Linked DNA regions of Mus musculus: region 2 is linked to region 1. The links are chromatin contacts, called in public Hi-C maps. All regions are on one chromosome and are shown on one strand. Each heading gives the region's core, a stretch centred on a gene start, on an enhancer-like site or on the middle of the called end of the contact. The rest is flanking DNA. Distances are from core to core; before and after follow the strand shown. Region 1 overlaps Sorcs1 (sortilin-related VPS10 domain containing receptor 1). Region 2 overlaps Sorcs1 (sortilin-related VPS10 domain containing receptor 1).

What was found. Hi-C and Micro-C count contacts between places; a contact is called where the count stands out from the background.
Region 2: a contact with region 1 is called in a Hi-C map of neural progenitor cells, with 5 times the contacts expected there. The contact joins two enhancer-like sites. A contact is called at or near these places in 3 of 484 Hi-C or Micro-C datasets (the N1E-115 cell line, embryonic stem cells and neural progenitor cells).

What each region holds. Positions count from the first base shown.
Region 1 is chr19:50,257,846-50,260,658 of GRCm38.p6, forward strand. It overlaps Sorcs1 (sortilin-related VPS10 domain containing receptor 1), which reads right to left. Exons shown (of 26, transcript NM_021377.3): 8 at 1,909-1,998. Among named protein-coding and RNA genes, the nearest start is that of Gm26629, 420 kb to the right of the region's middle. Within about 2 kb of position 1,381, at least 5 of the 459 cell types and tissues checked have an H3K27ac peak or open chromatin away from gene starts, as enhancers often do. A contact at or near this core is called in neural progenitor cells, where this site is marked.
Region 2 is chr19:50,628,381-50,631,080 of GRCm38.p6, forward strand. The region is part of intron 1 of Sorcs1 (sortilin-related VPS10 domain containing receptor 1); the gene reads right to left. Among named protein-coding and RNA genes, the nearest start is that of Gm26629, 48 kb to the right of the region's middle. Within about 2 kb of position 1,426, at least 3 of the 459 cell types and tissues checked have an H3K27ac peak or open chromatin away from gene starts, as enhancers often do. A contact at or near this core is called in neural progenitor cells, where this site is marked.

The DNA of each region.
Region 1 (2,813 bases), core at 131-2,630:
TTCTTCGATTTTTGGTGACTGAATCACAATTCATTTCAGTGTGCATCCCCTGAGGGGCACTTTTTGTTGTTGTTGTTGTCTTGTTGATTGTTTGGTGTGTTTTTCCTAGTTGACATCTCCCTCTGGAACCTTCCTTGGAGACTATGTTGGACAATTTTAATTATTCGCAGCCCTTCCTCTGTACTCATGGATTTTATTCAATGTTCATTCCTGGGCTGATTTTGGTATTGTATGTTCTTGTTCTTATCTTATTGGGGTAGGAAGAAGAGTGACCAAGACCATGGTCAGTTCAGTGTGTGTAACATCACATAGAGACATGTGGTCCCGTGCAATTGCCGTTGTCATTCACCTCCTATTAGTGTAGAACAATCATAACTAGGAACCCGGTGTGGTTCTCTAAAGTGAACAGTGTGCATTTGATTCTAATAGGTGGGAGTTATTAAAACCCGTTTACTGCTCAGCAGTGGTGGTGCACGCCTTTAATCCCAGCACTTGGGAGGCAGAGGCAGAGGCAGATGGATTTCTGAGTTCAAGGCCAGCCTGGTCTACACAGTGAGTTCCAGGACAGCCAGGGCTACACAGAGAAACCCTGTCTTGAAACAAACAAACAAACACCCTTTTACTGATAGGGTAGGTAAGGAGAGCATTTTGCCTGGAGATGCCAGCACAAGCTGTTAACCAAGCTCTCCTGTAAGAGGCCAACCCCTGCCTCTTGTGCTCTCTTTGCCCATCATGAACAGTCCTGGGCATACAGCTGGTACTGCTTCAGCAGGGAATTGCAAATGCAAGAAAATACAAAAGAAAGATGAGACTTCACTCAAAATAAATGTCGTCATAGCCTGTGTTCAACTTTCAATGCCAGGACTTGAGTTGGCCCTTCCCAAAATCTCTATCATCTGTAAACTGCTACAGCCTGTGAAAGGCTGGTCCTGCTGATCTAGCGCTGTAGGAGCGTCGTGACACAAGGTGACAACAGGATAACCTGGAGGAGCCCGGGTGGGGATCCCGTACTGATGGTGTCACAGAAACCAGAGACCTCTCACCAGACCAGTGACTCATTGCAATGGACATTTGCAAGTGAAGATGTGTGGACAGAGGGATCTACTGTGGGACACACTACAGCTTCCACGGTGAGTTGTTTTCTATGCTTTGTTTTGTTTTATTTTTGTGTGCGTGGTTATGTTTCTTATTTGGGAAGGGGAGAGGTTGCAGGGGCGGGGGAGCCGATGTGAGGGGATGGGAAGACGAGAGGGGCTAAGGTGCAGGGTGTGAAACTCACAAAACAACAACAAATAAAAGAACCCACAGAAACAGATTGCTAATAAGCATCCTTTGAAAGCCCACATCGTCTGTTCTCCACTAGGTGGCGCTCCATATCAACACAGTTTTTCAGAGTTTGTGGCCAGAGCCTGCGGAAGTCAGTGATGAAGGGTCTCTCACTTTTCCACTCTTTTCAAAAAACGAGTGGCTAGGGAAGTCAGAACATTCAGCTGTGTTTCAGGTGTCTAAAAATAACCCGATTCCTAACTCCCACTGAGAACAAACGCCACACTATAACATAAAATTTAACATTTTGCTGTTTTGATTCAAAAACGAACATACTGATTGTGAATATTTAATATTGAAAGGCAAAAACGAGGTTATTATTAATTAACCCATATGTCCCTACAGGAAGACTTCCAAAGAAGAAAGAGAGCAGGATAAGGACCCGGGGAGAAAGGGGACAAGATGAACAAAGAGGCGACAGAAGTCGATCCTGACGGAGCAGGGATCTCATTGGGGAGGCTGGCAGTCGATTCTGATGGAGCAGGGATCTCATTGGGGAGGCTGGCAGTGACCTTGAGGATGGGGTGGTGGGCTGGAGCTGAGAAAGGAGCTTTGAGAGGAAAACAGGAACCAGACAAGTACCTTGGGCAAAGCGTATTTCGGAAGCTTCATTTGTGCAAACGGGCTTCTTCGGTAGGACACATAGTAATGTGGTCTTCCTCCTGATGTCAGCTGCAGAAGAGAAACAAGGTAGTAAGAGGAGCTACGGGAAACATTTGGGGTCACAGAAGAGAGGCTACCTACCTGAATGATGCAGGTAGCGGCCGCACAGCAGCAGAAAGGACACCTGTCAGTAGCCCACATTTACCAGAAAAGCAACTTACATCCTGTCCAGGGGATTCTCAGAGGCCCAACAATAACCATATAATAGACAAAAAATGTAATTTGCAAATCTGGACCAATGGGCTAGAGAGATGACTGGATGGTTAAGAGCACTTGTTCTTCCACAAGAGTGGGGTTTGAATCCCAGCATCCACAGTGCAGCTCACACCCATCTATTTCCAAGGGATATGACTTCCTCTTCCGGACTCCATGGGCACCAGGTAGGCATGTAGTACACAGACATGAAAGCCCAAAAGAAAAATTGCTGATTCACATAAAAGATATATGTGTGTGTGTGTGTGTGTGTGTGTGTGTGTGTGTGTGTGTGTGAGAGAGAGAGAGAGAGAGAGAGAGAGAGAGAGAGAGAGAGAAAAGACAAAGATAGATAGATAGATAGATAGATAGATAGATAGATAGATAGATAGATTGACAGATAGACAGATAGACTGACAGATAGACATGGATCTATAATGTGATTCTAAAGCTAAGAAACTGTCAATCTGCTCTGCTCTTTCCAGCATTAGAGGCCTCTGGAGATATTAGCTCTCTGCTTTTCAGCAGTCAAGCTTTTCAGCTTCAAGTCCTTGCTATTCAGGTTGCCATTTGGGGCCAGAAGGCAATAAATAGTCCACGAACGACAGTGAAGGACAACCTTCTCATTTCTC
Region 2 (2,700 bases), core at 176-2,675, 370 kb after region 1:
ACAGTATGGTAAATAACGTCTTAAGGTCCTAAGTGATCTTTGTGTTGGAGTCAAAGCTATTCTGCATCTAGAGACACCGGAGAAGGCATCATTTAGCATGAATCTCAAGAACATAGCTCTAAAACCGCCTTTGGTTGGGCTGACTTAAAAGCCACCCTCCCTGGTGGGTGAACAGTTCTGTTTAAGCTGAGCACTGGAGAGAGCATAGAACCCCAATCCAGTGTATCCAAGGACTTCTGCTCAGTACTGAAGGGAGCAGGGAGCACCAGTGTAACCAAGAACTTCAGCTGAGCACTGCAGGGAGCACCAAGCACCAGTGTTAACCACTTTTGCAGTTTGTGGGCTGTGTTCTTAGTACTCTCTGCTGACATTATTTTGAAACCTGACTCCTACATGGCTGTTAGGAGAAATAAGAATGAAATACCACATAAGATCAAAAGTTTACTTGCCAAAAATTCTTACCACGACTCCAAAGCTCTCAGTTAGAAATGTACTTTCCTCCCTCCCCAGCTGAGAAATATCAGTTTCTTAAATGGAAGCAATAACTTCAAATTAGAGAGTCTTAAGTCGAATGTTAAGGTCTAAAGGGCCATAAGGGGAAATCTCTGTTATTCACTGTTTTTCCTAAAACACAAGCACAGTCCTACGTACATTTGCTACATCCATAAAATTAGAAAAAGTGAATGTAAGACACAGGAGCTGTTTGGACACTAACTATTGTTGGCTGTTTGTTAATTTCTTCATTCTGATCATGGAGCTGTTTCAATAAAAAGATTTAAATGACAGAATGGAAAACCGTGACCATTCTCATGAGCACTGCATGTCTAACCCTCTCAGAGCTGTATCTAAGGGAATTCCCTCTGACTACAGGGAATTTAGAAGAATAGTGGAGAATCTGGGTGAGGTCATGGGACAAGCAAGTTTCATTCACTAGGGACAGATTTCCCGATGCAGGACGAGCTTTAGATCACCAGGGCTCTCCACTTGTCATGTATCACTCTTAGAATTATACACACACACACACACACAAAGGAAACATAAGCAGTGTTTGTCAAAGGTGTTTCATTTTGCTTCCTACAGCTCAGTGGGCATTTCATTAGTGTTTTCCTTCAGCACCAAAAAGAAAAGGAATGAAAGGAAAAGCCTTGCCAGGCCAGATGCGAAAGCATGGTGGTTCTTTGGCCTAACTCAGCGCTTTCAGGACTGACAACTGAATGAGCTGCACATGCACCCCCATCAATGTGAGCAAAGTTAAAAGGTGTGAAAAGTAGTGCAAATTCTTTATCTCTATGAACAGGAAAAGACTTTGTCAACACTACCTAAAGGATTTTATTAGGCTTCTGCTTCCTCTACTGAGGAGACACGGAAATTGCACTTGCTACTGCCTGCCATGCCTTGCTCTCAGTCTTTCAGCAAAGCAGCCTCAAATGGGAGAGAGCCATTATCTACTCTTTCTGCTCACAAGCATGTTTCCCGTCTGCACTCCTGCCCAGGCGCTTGTCTAAAGCCACGCTGATTTCCCAGAGTCTGACCAGAAAGCCTTGTGTGGTTTTTAGTGCTATGTGTTGAACGAACTTAGAGGGTTAGATGGGCATTTTGATGTAAGCTGATCATCAGTTCTTGCTTGCTAATAATCATCTCTGCACGCTATTTTGCATAAGATAATATAAGAAAGGAACAAGAGCCATCCTAACGCTGCCCTCAATGGGCAAACAACTGGCCTGGTTGGGCTTTTGTCACTGCAGAGGCTAATATTCCTGACTAGCTTTTTCTTTTTCTTTCAACACACACACACACACACACACACACACACACACACACACACACACACACACACACACACACACACACACTGCAATCACTGAACATTATCAGTAGTGGCTTCACAGCGTGTAACTCAGCCTCACTTGTGCTTTCTACCTCTCTCTCTCTCTCTCTCTCTGTTTTCTTCAATGCTAGCTTCTGCATTAGCACTCTTTGTACAAAATTAATGCTTCTGATCCTCCTTCTTTTAAATACCATGGAGTGCCCGAGGCTTGAAAATTACATGTTTCTCTGCTCTTGGTTCAATATGCTCAGTGGGAAAAATTTGTCATTGAAGTTGTTGCTGTTGGAGAAATATCGAGATCTCCTTTCCCCTGGTCCCTGAAGCATCTGTTGCTTGGACTTCTGTTTGTATTAGTGAAATATGCCATCTGCGTGTGTAGGCTTTTGCATTGTGGTAGGAGGCAAAAAGGAAATCCCAGAGAGGGATCCATTAGCCACTATAATGTCTTGTTGTGCAACTTCATGCTTGACTCAAAGGCCAAATCCTTGTGACCACCTGTGACCATTGCCTTGGACCCTCTCTCAGAAGAATTCAATCTCCAAGTACAGCTGCTCATCTTTTCCCTGAGAGTCAACTCAAAAACCACTTTTCTGTTTGGACAAAAGATTATAGACAAAGCCTTTCTCTGCCTTAATGGATGAATCAGAAGCCTTTCAGACACAAATGGCAGAAAACAAATTCTAGAAAAGTAAAGCAATAAGGGGACAAGTTTTTCTGCATACTGGTGAAGCTGAAGAAAATCCACAGGTGTGACTCCCTTGCAGTGCTAAGCGATGCGGTCGAGATTTAGTGCTGCCCAGTCTTCGCTCAGATTTTCTTGTTGTAATCAAGTAAGCTCTCAGGAAGCTCCATCAACTTGTGTGGAATCCATA